Regions from separate parts of the Pan troglodytes genome. Here region 1 is linked to region 2. A link is a contact called in public Hi-C data. All regions are on one chromosome and are shown on one strand. The core of a region is the stretch at or near the end of the contact, and the rest is flanking DNA. Distances in the headings are between cores, read along the strand shown.

Evidence for each region. A called contact is a pair of places that touch in the nucleus more often than the background predicts.
Region 1: a Hi-C map of stem cell-derived neural progenitor cells shows a contact between it and region 2, with 6 times the contacts expected there. The contact joins two enhancer-like sites. A contact is called at or near these places in 2 of 7 Hi-C or Micro-C datasets (induced pluripotent stem cells and stem cell-derived neural progenitor cells) and 1 of 1 datasets of contacts at active chromatin or transcription factors (stem cell-derived excitatory neurons).

Annotation. Positions count from the first base shown.
Region 1 is chr2:68,299,966-68,306,043 of NHGRI_mPanTro3-v2.0_pri, forward strand. The region is part of intron 2 of PRICKLE2 (prickle planar cell polarity protein 2); the gene reads right to left. Among named protein-coding and RNA genes, the nearest start is that of PRICKLE2, 110 kb to the right of the region's middle. Within about 2 kb of position 2,641, at least 1 of the 24 cell types and tissues checked has an H3K27ac peak or open chromatin away from gene starts, as enhancers often do. A contact at or near this core is called in stem cell-derived neural progenitor cells, where this site is marked.
Region 2 is chr2:67,998,161-68,004,745 of NHGRI_mPanTro3-v2.0_pri, forward strand. No RefSeq gene overlaps it. Among named protein-coding and RNA genes, the nearest start is that of PSMD6, 6.8 kb to the left of the region's middle. Within about 2 kb of position 3,346, at least 6 of the 24 cell types and tissues checked have an H3K27ac peak or open chromatin away from gene starts, as enhancers often do. A contact at or near this core is called in stem cell-derived neural progenitor cells, where this site is marked.

The DNA of each region.
Region 1 (6,078 bases), core at 1,391-3,890, 300 kb after region 2:
ACTGGAATTTATGTAAAAGGAAAAAAAAAACTCATCAGCACCAACTCAGACGTTCCCCTCAAGTTTGTGGGAGAACTTAAAGTATATTAACTTTTTTCTGTGTACTTTGTTTAATTTAATGCAGAATTTTTATACCAACTAAAACCACCTTCTTCACCACCTAAAACCATCTCGATGCCATATAAAATCATCTGGAAGCTACTGTGGCATGTGTTCCATATTTTGGAAACACGGATGAAAAGAAAACAAAACAGAGTTTGATACCTGGGTTTGATGCTTGCTCTGCCACTTACCAGCTGTGTGTGTTTAAACAAATTATTTAACCTCTCTGAGTCTTCAGTTCTTCATCTGTGAAGTGAGAATAACAATATTAACCTTGTTGTGCTGTTGGGGAGTAGAAATGAATAAAGTATGCTAAGGGCCTCGTGTAGTGCTTGGTACACAGTAGGTACACAATATATGTTACTACTCTACAATGGGTGGGTACGGGAATCATTGCTGACAACTGGGCATGCCATCTCACATCATCAGGCATGACAACCTGAAAGCCCACAGGGACAAGGCGGGTCACATGAAAAAGGAAAGCGTGCTGGATGGTGTCCTAATAAAGTAGCAATCCAGCAAAGGTTCCATCTTAAGCAGGCACCTGCTTGCTAAGCCTCAGCTGACGTTAACAGCAAGTAACCTTTGTTATGTTATCACTCTAAGGGTCTAAGGACTTTACACATATGAACTCATTTAATCCTCATAACCCTAGCAGGAAGGTCCTATTATCATCCCCAGGTTATAAATGAGCACACAGAGTCACCATGAGATTAAGTAGTTTGTCTAACCCCACAGAGCTAGGAAGCGGCAAAACCAGAATTGAAAGCCTGACATTCTATTTCCAAAGCCAATCAGCCTTCTTTATCCACTAAGGGCAATGAGTGGTTCTCAAGGTTTAGGGTGCATCAGAATCACTTCAAGTGATTCTGAACTGGTTGTTAAAATAAAATTTTAGTGTGGAAGGGCTTGTTAAAATAAAAATGGTCAGGGCCAATTCAGTCACTAGAGGAGGAAGGACAGAGAAAATGCATCTTTAAAAAGTTCCCAGGTGATCCAGGGACACTCTGAGAATCACCATTCTAGGCTATTCTTCCTCTTCCAAGGCTGGTCCAGTGTTCTAGATCTTCTGACTGAATTACAAGAGTAGCCAGAAATGTGGTCTTTTGTATGAGGGCTCACTATATTTAAATGCTGGCCACTAATTCGATATGTTTAAAAATACTAAGCAAGCCAAAAAAAAAAAAAAAAAAGAAACCACACAGACAAACAGAAAAGAAGTTAGCAAGCCAAATTTGGCCTCTAGGCTGTTGGTTGGTGATTTCTGCTTTGTGTGTATAAAGTATTTTTAACACATTTATGCAACAAATGTTTATTGAGCACTTGCTACATGCCAGGGGGACATACTGGGAGCTGGGCATACAGAATGAGACCAAGTCAGATGAGAACATCTCTTTTTGTGGAGGTTACATTTGGGATGAGGGAGTGGAGGAGCATGGAGAAGCCAAAAAAAATCACTAAACAAATCAAGGGGATCTTTCCAGCTATGGTAAGCTCTCTAAAAAACAAACGACAGAGTAATAGGCTCGGTGACTTCTTTGGTTATTTGCAGCTCTAGGAGGAGGAAGGGAAAGTGTAACATGCCTCTATCACTGAAGAAAAGTAGACAAATAGGAGTTGAATTATGCACCACAGCCAAAGTGCCCCAGGCTGTGGAGGTCAGAACAACACTGCTGCCTGATTTACCCGCTAATACCAATTCTGTGACATCATTCCACCGCCCGTCGATTATTTACCTCATCCCCAAGTGTGGAAGGTCAAACCGCTGGTATTTTGCAGTCTGCCTCTGCAGGTGAAATTTAGCTTTAATTGTCTAATTGCTACTCTGGCAACGGCTGCCACAGATTCATTTTCGAACTCAGCACAGGTGCGCTCTGTGGCTGATGTTCTATTTTCAAGGACGAAAGGAAGGAATTAGAGAACCTGATGTCTTCTGCTTCAAGAGTTAAGATGAAGTTATTTTCTTCCCCCAATCAAGTCATGTTATCTCATTTCAATTTTCCAGAGTGTCTTCTCATCATAAATTAAACTGGGTTGCCAAATCCCAGAGCAACAAAAATGGAAAGGTAGTTGGGAGGAAGAGAAAAAACAAGTTTGGTGCTTATTAAAGAAAAACGTTTGTGTCCTTGAAGAACGGTCATGATGTAAACGAGCTATATGTGATAATAATAATGAAAAAGAAGAGGATGATGATGGTGATGGTGATGATGGTGTTGCTGACCAGGTCTGCGACTTACCAAATATTCCCTAATTAAAGCCACAGCATTTTAGTCTGAGGGGGGTAAGCAGCCGTAGGCCTATTTAAACAGATTCAAAAAAGTCTATGTGAATTTCTTAAAATAATTACTGCATTCTTGATTCCAGCAGCTAATTCAATTTCAAGAAAACACCTCCCCCCACCCTTTTTTTTTTAAATACTTGGAAGACAGATACACTGATTTTACATGTGCTTTAATTATTTTCAAGTCAGCACTAAGGAGATGAGTTGTAGCCAGTGGTATGTGCTTTTACAAACTTGACATGGAATGGAATGAAAACGCCAAGGCAGAGAGAGTTCTTTTTAAAAAGAATGTCAATAAGTAAATTCCAGAGCCCTCTACAACATTATGGACCATTTTAGAAATCAGCACAGGTCGAACTTTGCACCTGGAAACAAAGCATGCCAGGCTACTGGGTGTAAGAGACGCAATCCATCAAAATGCAAGGTGTGCACCTGGCCATTAGCAACATGGCTTTGTGTTCTCTGAATGTTTTGGGGTGGATAAAGGGAGGATGGGAAAAATTTAAGATTTGGGTATTAGTTGCACTGCTCAAGGCAGAAGCCCTCGGTGTCGCAGTCTCTTTACCTATGGAATGGAGACGATAATGAGAATCACAGCTGCCCTGTCTACTCTCCTCAGGCTGCCAGGAGGATAACATATCATACCACATTGGAAACTAGAAAGTGACAATTCTAAAGACAAACTAAAGAAAGGCTGTTATTATCACGGTCTTCTCCCCAGCTGGACTTATGAGCCACTTGTGTAAAAAGACGTCATCTTAGTTTCTTTGTACCTCTTACCACATTGTAACCACATAATAATGTCAGAGTAGGCTTTGTGGGTGTTGTCAGTTTGTAAAAATCTTTGTCCCTCTACACAAGAGTTCACCTAAGGTTTTCTTTAGTCAACTCAGACAATACATTTAAAATATTATCTGACTGCTCAATAAATATAAAAGAAGAATTTCAGTTCCAGAATAGAAATAGCATCCCTTTTACTGAGATCTTTGCATTCATTTTCCAACCTAATCTTCATAGTAGTCCCTCAAGACGGATATAACTATCCCCATTTTTGGATGAGGAAACCAAGACTCAGAGAGTTTAAATAACTTGTCCAATTTTTCACAACTAATAAGTAGCAGAGGCAAGATTTGACTGAATCCAAAGCTCCCCCATTTCCCTCTAAGTCATGCAAAGCTTGGTTGGTTGATTGTCATGGCTGTGAATCTAAGTGTCCATTACAGTTTTAGTAACTTTCCAACTTACTTGTACGCATTATGAAAAACTTAGTTCTTTCTATAAATGTTTCTTACAAAAATATTCCTCTTGCTGGGCACGGTGGCACAAGCCTATAATCCCAACTACTTGAGAGGCTGAGGTGGGAGGATGACTTGAGCCCAGGAATTCAAGTCCAGCCTGGGCAACATAACAAAACCTTATATCTAAAAGTAATAATAAAATTAGAAAAAGAAAGTATTCCTCTTGCCAAAGAGATATAATTCTTTTGGTCCAGTATTCAAAATGTAAGTCCAGTTTTCAATCCTACAAGAATGTCAGAAACCCTTCCTATTCATTCTTCAAATTCGAGAACTTGACTGGGGAGATGTATGCAGGGGTGGAATGATAATGCATAGTGGCAGCTAAGCCAGGACCATAATTGTCCAACTCTAGCTTGCTTTAATGAGCATATACCTGGGAAGCTTGCTAAAAATGAACTCCCAACCTCCCTAGCAGCCCGTTCTGATTCAACGTGCTTAGGGCAGAGCCCAGAGTCTAAGTCTGTACAAACTCCCTGGTTATTCAGATGCAGGTGGGTCTCAGGCCATATTTTCCATTAAACATGTCCAGGAGCATAGGCAGGGAATTGGGAACCAAGAGCCTAGCTTTGCAGCGCTTTTGAGGCCTTAGACAACTCCACCAAACTCTTCAAATGTTTATTTACAGAAAGCAACTCTCCCTTTCTTGGGTATCCCTGGCCCCCATTTTGGGGGAATTGACTGTACTTCATTTTGCTTCAGAACTTCTTGATGGATAACACTATCTTTTGTTGTATGCTCATTGTAGCAACTCTTACTCACCGGGATTGCCTTGTGCTTTAGATTTTAATTATAGAACAAACTTCAGATAAAAAACTAAAGCTCAACACTGTAAAGAGGACAAGGCCCATTCCAGCATTGGCATGGTTTTACTATAATCAAAGCCATCCTTGAACGGCAGAGCCACCAGAAATGACTGCACATTTAGCTAACTTTCTTCTACTAGCGTTTAAGTGCCTGCAAGAACCACTCTCTCTGACAAATATATATCAATAAGAAGGCAGTACAAAACCTGCTTGTTAGAGGAGGATGCCCCAATATCTATTAACTAGGGTCCTTCAATACTGGCAGTACAGGGAAGATTTTTGCTAGAGACTGACCTTCTTCCCCATGGGGCTGTAGTTCCCAACCCTATCTGTCATTAGAACCAACTATGGGCTTTAAAAATACAAATACATTATTGGGCCCCATGCCCAGAGATTTTTATTTAAAGGGTCTGGGGAGTTTCAGTATCAGTACTTTTAAAAAGTTCCCCAGGTGAATCTGTTATGCAAGAATTGTGAACCTTCAAAGACCTTCAAGTGCCAATCATCATGCCAGCATTAGGCACACAGCCATTCCTCCTTCTAGCAAAGGATCCTTCCATTAGCTAGAGCACAACTCAAGTATAACTCAAATGTTTAGGATGGAGGAGTAAGTGATAACATTGAAGTTTATCTTTAAATTAATTTTTACCTAAAACTTAAGGGATTAGACTTTACAGATTTAATACATGGCTTGACACTGAGGTCTTCACTTGATTTTGCTGTCAGACGGTCATGTGGCATGCCTTGAAAAAAAAGGGTGGGAGGGCCACATTGTGGGATAGGCGACAGTGGGGACACTGAGGATTAGATTTTAGTGCCCTGTGACATATTGTTGAGTTTGCCAAGTTAACTGAATTTATGCATTTGTAGCTATCTGATATTACTGAACTAACCCTTGCAAATGACCTAAACAGATTGTTACCAAAAAATCTTTAGATAGGGTATAATTGTAATAATGCAAGCACAAGAAAACGAGAGAGGGGTTGAGTTGATGCATTTTTTACTCCTAATATAAGCTCTTTGAATGACACATTATGAAGTAAAAACAATACCAAGAAATAGTAACCATAATTTGGTAAAAAGAAAAAAAACTCAAAAATTTCAAGATGGCTCTTAAAGTATATATTTTACATACTATGATTGACTATGAACCTTGACTTAGTATTATGTCATGCTTTGGAATAGGGACAGTCCTCAATGTGCACAGTTCCTATATGTACAAATATTAGTTAACCTAATTTAGTTAAATAACACCAGTCCCTCAGCATGATTCCAATGTCAGTTTCCATGGTATTTTAACAGTGAGCAATTTGCATGAAGTACAAGCTTTACTGCTTCAGTCCACAAATCGCTATGTAAATAACAAATGGGGCCGGGCATGGTGGCTCATGCCTATAATCCCAGCACTTTGGGAGGCCAAGGTGAGCGAATCATGAGGTCAGGAGTTCAAGACCAGCCTGGCCAACATGGTGAAACCTCGTCTCTACTAAAAATACAAAAATTAGCTGGGTGTGGTGGTGGGTGCCTGTAATCCCAGCTACTCAGGAGGCTGAGGCAGGAGAATTGCTTGAGCCCAGGAGGCGGAGTTTGCAGT
Region 2 (6,585 bases), core at 2,096-4,595:
AACAGGCTATGGTGAGCTAAGGGCATACATACCTTTTCTTATTTGCTCTGGTTCTAGGGTTTATTTTAAAAAGCACTCTTTCTTCCTTTTTTTATCTGTGTTACAAGCCCTTTGCTATTAGAACCTGGTTTTATTTCGAGATCGCACCAAGCAGGCCCCTCCTCCTTTTCAGCCTTTGTACTTTTCCTTTATGTGAGATTATATGGCTCTGAAAAGGCTGCTCTGATTTAGGGCACTGGATTCCTTCATTCTGAGCAGAGCATCGTCAGCTCTCTGTACAGGCCCCACGGGCTGTTGATTTTGATGACTACCATGCCCACTGCATAAAACAATGTTCCTCTAAGTGTATAATTGACTTTATCTGCTTTGCTCACTTTTAATTACTTGCACTTTCAGCTTTTTCATTGAATTTCAAATACTTTATGTGCGCGGCCCTGATTATAGCTTTCCTGCATATGTCCAAGATGGGTTTGTGCAGGCGGAGTTATCTCTGCTCCTGCCAGCATCCTTCCTGTTAGGCAGTTATTGATTACACCACATAGGATGGAAACTTTACATAGAGTATCCGCTTGGAATGCACAAAAATTTCAGGGTTATTGCAGCATCATGATCAATTGATGTAGCATGCTCATTTCTTCCTCACTAAATTACTCCTTTCCAAAAGAGTATTTTGAAGGAAAAAGAGTGCTTAGGAAACACTGTTGTTTCTGGAGCAGGTTGGGTAATTGCTGAGAGCAATATCAGTTTTCTTTTTCCATGACAAGAAGACACTTGCACAAGGCAGGGAGAGTGAAATATGTCCCCCAGGATGACACACTTCATGCAACCCCACTGTTAGCACAGACCTCTTACTATGTGCTGGGGTACCAGACAGAGCAGTGGTCAGAAAATTCATGGGGTTCACATTCTGGTGGGGAAAGGGTAGAAAGAGACAGAGAAGCAATACACGATTAAATAAATTATTCAATTAGTGGCAAAATTAGTGAAGGCATGAATGCACGAATGGAATAGAAAAGGTTTTTTTTTTTTGATGAAGTGATATTTGAGGTTAGATTAAAATGATGGGCTTGGGTTAGGGTCATCTTTAAAAACAGTTACTTTGTGCCAATTTCCTTAGTTCCTTTAATAATTACCCCCCTTTGTGTATAAAATAAGTGGTGATGAAGAGGTTTTTCTAGTTTGTTTTCCTCTTTGTGGTTTGAAAATCAGCACACAGTCATCTGCAGGGCGCTAAGTATACGATCCTGGGAACATGATGTGAAAAATCAGGAACTTGCAGCTGAACCAGCGTAGCCATTGAGAAGTGGCCATCCTCCCACTTCTGGTAAATTGCCTAAAATTTACATATCAATCATGTTAACCTGTCATACCTCTAGTTCCACCCACAGTCCTTCTGTAGGGCTCATCCTGGGTAGACACATGACACCCAGGGAAGCAGTCTGAACTGCAAGTGATCATCTACCTGAAGCCTACAAACTGTTGTTCCAAAGGGAAGATCTGGGACACTCAGACTTTTACTTTTCAGAATCTGAATTAGAAACTGTGGCTGGAATCACCAGCTAGTAGTGGGTGTAGACACCATAGGGTCATGAAATAGAAGGGAGGATGTTGGAGGAGAGCAGCCGGGATCTGTCAGAGATTGAATAGCAGGCTGAAATCAGGAGCAAGGAGGGGCAGGAGAAACAGAGGTACGCCTTACTGAGCAAAGGAGCCCGGAGGGAATCTGAGCAGAAGCAGACGGACAGAAAAGAACCTAGCCACAGAAAATGATGGCACACAGGGGTGGATCATCATCAGCCTATGTGGCAAAAAGACTAAGGTCAACCTTACATGCAAATCCAGCAGCAAAACCATCTTTACAACACCAATTCATGCTACTATTCCTGCTCTTCCCAACTCTTTGAGTTTATGCCTCTTGCCTTCGCTGACGTCACACCCTATTTTCTTGAGTACTAATATTCCAGTGTTTTTAATCACTTGTTAAATTATCCTCACAATAAATACTAGTCACTTGCAGTCTCATAGGGAGTCTCTGACCCTAAGAAGAACAATTTCCTGCAATTTAACAACAATACCCATGCATTCACCCTTTGACCCAGCAATCCTGCTTCTGGGAACTTATCCTGAAGCTACACCTCCAAAAATTCAAAAATACCCATGCACAAGGTTATTCATTGCAGTATTGTTTAAAATTGTAAAATACTGGAAACAACTTAAATGCCCAAATATAGGAAAATGGTTGTATACACGATGGTACATAACACATGATAGGGTATTATGCAGCTGTAAAAAATAATAAAGAAATAAATAAAGAAAATGTTTATGAGCTGATATGGAGCAATTTCCAGAAATCAAATGCAATTATTTAACAACAAAAATGATAAAGAGGACTAGAGGAGAGACACTATAAAAGCATAAATTCAAAGGAACCACTAGAATATGGAATATCGAAAGAAAAAAAAAAGAAGGGTGAGTCTCTGATTTGTGTAAGCAAACAAGTGAAACTAAGACACAGCCACAGAGCACTATGGTAACACATGCAGCAAGTACATTGCAATTTCTTAAGATAAACTTGAAGAAACTACCCTGCACATATTGAAACAGCACTGTCTCAACCACCCGCTGATGCAGCAAAGCATAGGAACAAGAAAGTGAACATTGGGAAAGAATTAACCGGTAAACATTTAAACAAGAGGTGTGGTCTAATCATGGGACGAATCAGAACCGTATTGGACTTCCTATCACTCATCTGTACTACTTAGTACTGTTTTTATTTTAACTAATTAATTAATACTTTTTTTGGAGATAGCATTTTGCTCTGTCGCCCAGGCTGGAGTGCAGTGGAGCGATCTCAGCTCACTGCAGCCTCGATCTCCTGGGATCAAGTGATTCTTCCACCTCTGCTCCCTAGTAACTGGGATTACGGGGGTCGCCACCACACCCGGCTTTTTTGGGTAGTTTTTGTAAAGACGAGGTCACGCTATGTTGCCTAGGCCGGTCTGGAACTCCCAGGCTCAAGCAATCCACCTGCCTCTGCCCCCTAAATTTCTGGGATTACAGGTGTGAGCCACTGCGCCTGGCCTGTTTTTATTTTGAAAAAAAAAAATTTTTTTTGTTTTTTGCAAGGTGCACAGGAGGTTGGTGGGTGGGTGAGCTCGACGGTTTCGGGTTACAGAGGTTTCGAACCCATCCCTCTTCTGGTGCTGCGATTTTTGCTTATTCACAGCCCCTTTCCTCGGAAAAGCCCAGGAGAAGTGTTTCAAGTGGTGACCAGCAGAGGGCAGCAGTATCCACCGCTTCCCGCAGAGCACGGCGTGCGGATGTAGACTGTCTTCCGGTCCCACCGGGAGATGGGGAATTCTAGGCCAGGTGGGTGTGACGACGTGCAGCCCTAGCAAAGGACAGGGGTGCACGACAGAGGCACTGGATGGTAAGCACAGCATTTTCTAAGTCTCACAGGAGAAAAATCACTGAAAAAAACCACTGGTGTAAAAGCTGAGTCTGTCCTTTGAACCGCTGCCCTGATTTTGGTTACAAATGAAGCAAAAAATCCTTAAAGATCCATATTCCTAAATTTAGACCTTCACCTCAAAGATCGCCTCGGAAAATATACAAATCATTATTTCCTTCATTTAGTCAACTATCTACTGATTTGACCCCTACTTCCTGTTCAACTCAGCATCCCTTGTCATGGGCAAAAAAAGTGAATGGACTCAGACCATTGAAACAAATAAATTTAAACTTGGTTAGAAAAATTCCAAGTCAATGAATTTTAAAAAGTGAGTTAGTATCATACCAATTTAAGTGTTTTTAAAATAATATTTAATAAGCAGGTGAATAATTAGCATTGGCCTAAGAAGGCAGCATTCTTAAATCACAGAAAAGAGGTATTTCAGCTGTGGCTGTATGTCGGACTTTGTGATTCCTTTATTTCTGATTTCCTTAGTAAGTTATTCAACCTTACAGGGAAACTTTTTAAATTTTACGTTGCTCTTTTAAATTAGCCTAAGAATAATAATGGTGCCAAAATCTTGTATAGCACTTGCTATGTGCTAGGTACTTAAGCATTACATATATATTAAGTCATTTAATCAATTAAACAACTGTATCAGATAGATATTATATTAACCCATATTACAGAGGTTCAGAGAGGTTAAGCAATTTGACCAAGGTCACACAGCTAGTTCATGACAGAGTAGGATTTGAACTCAAAAAGTCTGGATTCAGACTCCACGCTTCTAGCCATAATATCGTACTTCTTATTATTAAATATTAGCCACAACATGCTCTCCATGAATAATGGCCTTCCGTATAGAGTCAGTTCCTTCTCCCTCCCTTGAATTCCTACCTTCGAGCATTCTAGATTGATTGATTACCCTGGTCCTCCCTACCTCCCTCCTTTCCTATGAAATGCCATGTCATGTCACATGAACCTTGACATTTAGAAGATAGAATTCTTTTGTTTGATTCAGGTTTTTTTCCTAAAAGAACATCACACTCATTTCTGATCTTTTTTTGGAACCCTTTGTTGATAATTTAAATGACTGTTTTGTGACTTTTTATAGAAGCCTAATTAAAAATGCATAGTTTAAAAATTAATCACCCGAGTCACCCAGACTCAAAACATCTGTCATCCTCCCTCCCTTTTTTCCCCGAGGTAATTTTGCCAGGTCCTGTGGCTGCTTCCTCCTGTATATTCCCTAAAATGTCTCCTAAATCTTCTTTCTCATTTCAGTAGTGGCTCCAAGTGCTCCTTACCCCCAGCCTGGGCTTTTATAACAACCTCTCAACTGGTCTCCAGACCCCAATCCATCCCACACACCACTGCCAGATGAAGCTTCTGAAAGCAATGCTCTAGCCGGCTTGTATTTTTTGCTCTGAAACCTTGCGTGGCTTCGCTTGTCTACGGAATTCAGTACTGAATCGATTAAGAGGTAGTCTTTTCACTGACTTGGTTTTACTGCTCCCTGGTACACAAAAATACTTCCTTCTATAGGTAAATTCATAAAGAAACACACACACAAAAGTAGAACAGAGGATACCAGGGGCTGGGGAAAGGAGAATAAGGAGTTAGTGCTTAATGGGTACAGAGTATCTGTGGGGAGTGATGAGAATGTTTTGGAAAAAGACGGCAGTGATAGTTGCAATTAATCCCTGTGAATTATGCACTTGAAAATGGTAAAAATAAAATTAGCCAGGCGTGGTGGCTTGCACCTTTAGTCCTAGCTACACTGGAGGCCAAGGGAGGAGAATGGCTTGAACCCAGAAAGTTGAGACTGCAGTGAGCCATGATTGCACCACTGCCCTCCAGCCTGGGTGACAGAGCAAGACCCTGTCTATAAAAAATAAGAAATAAGAAAATGGTTAAAATGCCAAATTTTATGCATTTTTATCATAATAAAAAATTTTTAAAGTATACTTTCTTCTAGTCCAATTAGATCAATTGCCCTTTTCTCTCTGAACCCCATTCCCCTGCTTTTTAAGCTTTATACGAGGCAGAAAAATGTGGTCTCTCCTTATTGCTGACAACTATTTCTTGAACTTGCAGGAAGCAAGGCTTCCTGCTTCTTCCTTCTGGTCAGTGAAATATTAGAATAAAAATTTCAGAATGTCTCTGGTGGCTTTTATTGCTTTTCCATCACAAGTTTATAGGAACATTCTTTTCTTTCTTCTCAGTGAGCAGAGGCTTCCTAAAAGCACACAGAAATAGCAAGACAAGTCTATTTCATGGACTCTGCTTTCTAATCAGATGGTCTCGTGTGGAATATTGTCTCTGGAGAGGTCATAAATGGTTGTCACGCCATGTGCTGTGGAACCTTATCTTCTCCTTTTCAAAAGCAGGCTGCCTGGTAGGTTTCCTAGACCATGAACAAGCCAAATTTTTGTTTGAAATTTTTAATATTCCTCTTTTTTTATTAATAGAGAACAATGATTCCAACACATTCAGCTTTATTTTAGGAAGAAATAATTTAGCGTGTAACCCGTTATTTTTATTTATTTATTTAGAGACAGAGTCTTGCTCTGTGGCCCAGGCTGGAGTGCAGTGGTGCAATCTTGGCTCACTGCAATCTCCGCCCCCTGGGTTCAAGCGATTTTCCTGCCTCAGCCTCCTGAGTAGCAGGGATTACAGGCGCCCGCCACCATGCCTGGCTAATTTTTGCATTTTTAGTAGAGACAGAGTTTCACCTTGTTGGTCTAGAACGCCTGACCTCAAGTGATCCACCCACCTCAGCCTCCCAAAATGCTGGGGTTACAGGTGTGAGCTATGGCGCTCAGACTAATTTAGTGCCTAATCTGTTTAAAATGATGTTATAGTTATTGTACAGCCACTTTGTTGTCACTGAGAGATCTCTCAATTTGAAGAGCTCACATCTGTAGAGGAAAAATTATAAGCAAGCCTTGCTTAAAGAATTACGCTCTAAGGGATGAGGGGCATTCTGGGCCCATGGCTACCCAAAAGCAACCCTCTTTATCTCCATGCTCAGTTCTGCCTCTGCATCTCGTGAAGTCTTCCTACTGAGGCCTAAGGGAAGTGAGGTTCAGGGGAGACCTTTAGCTCTCTGGAAGCCCAGGTGGAGAAAACTG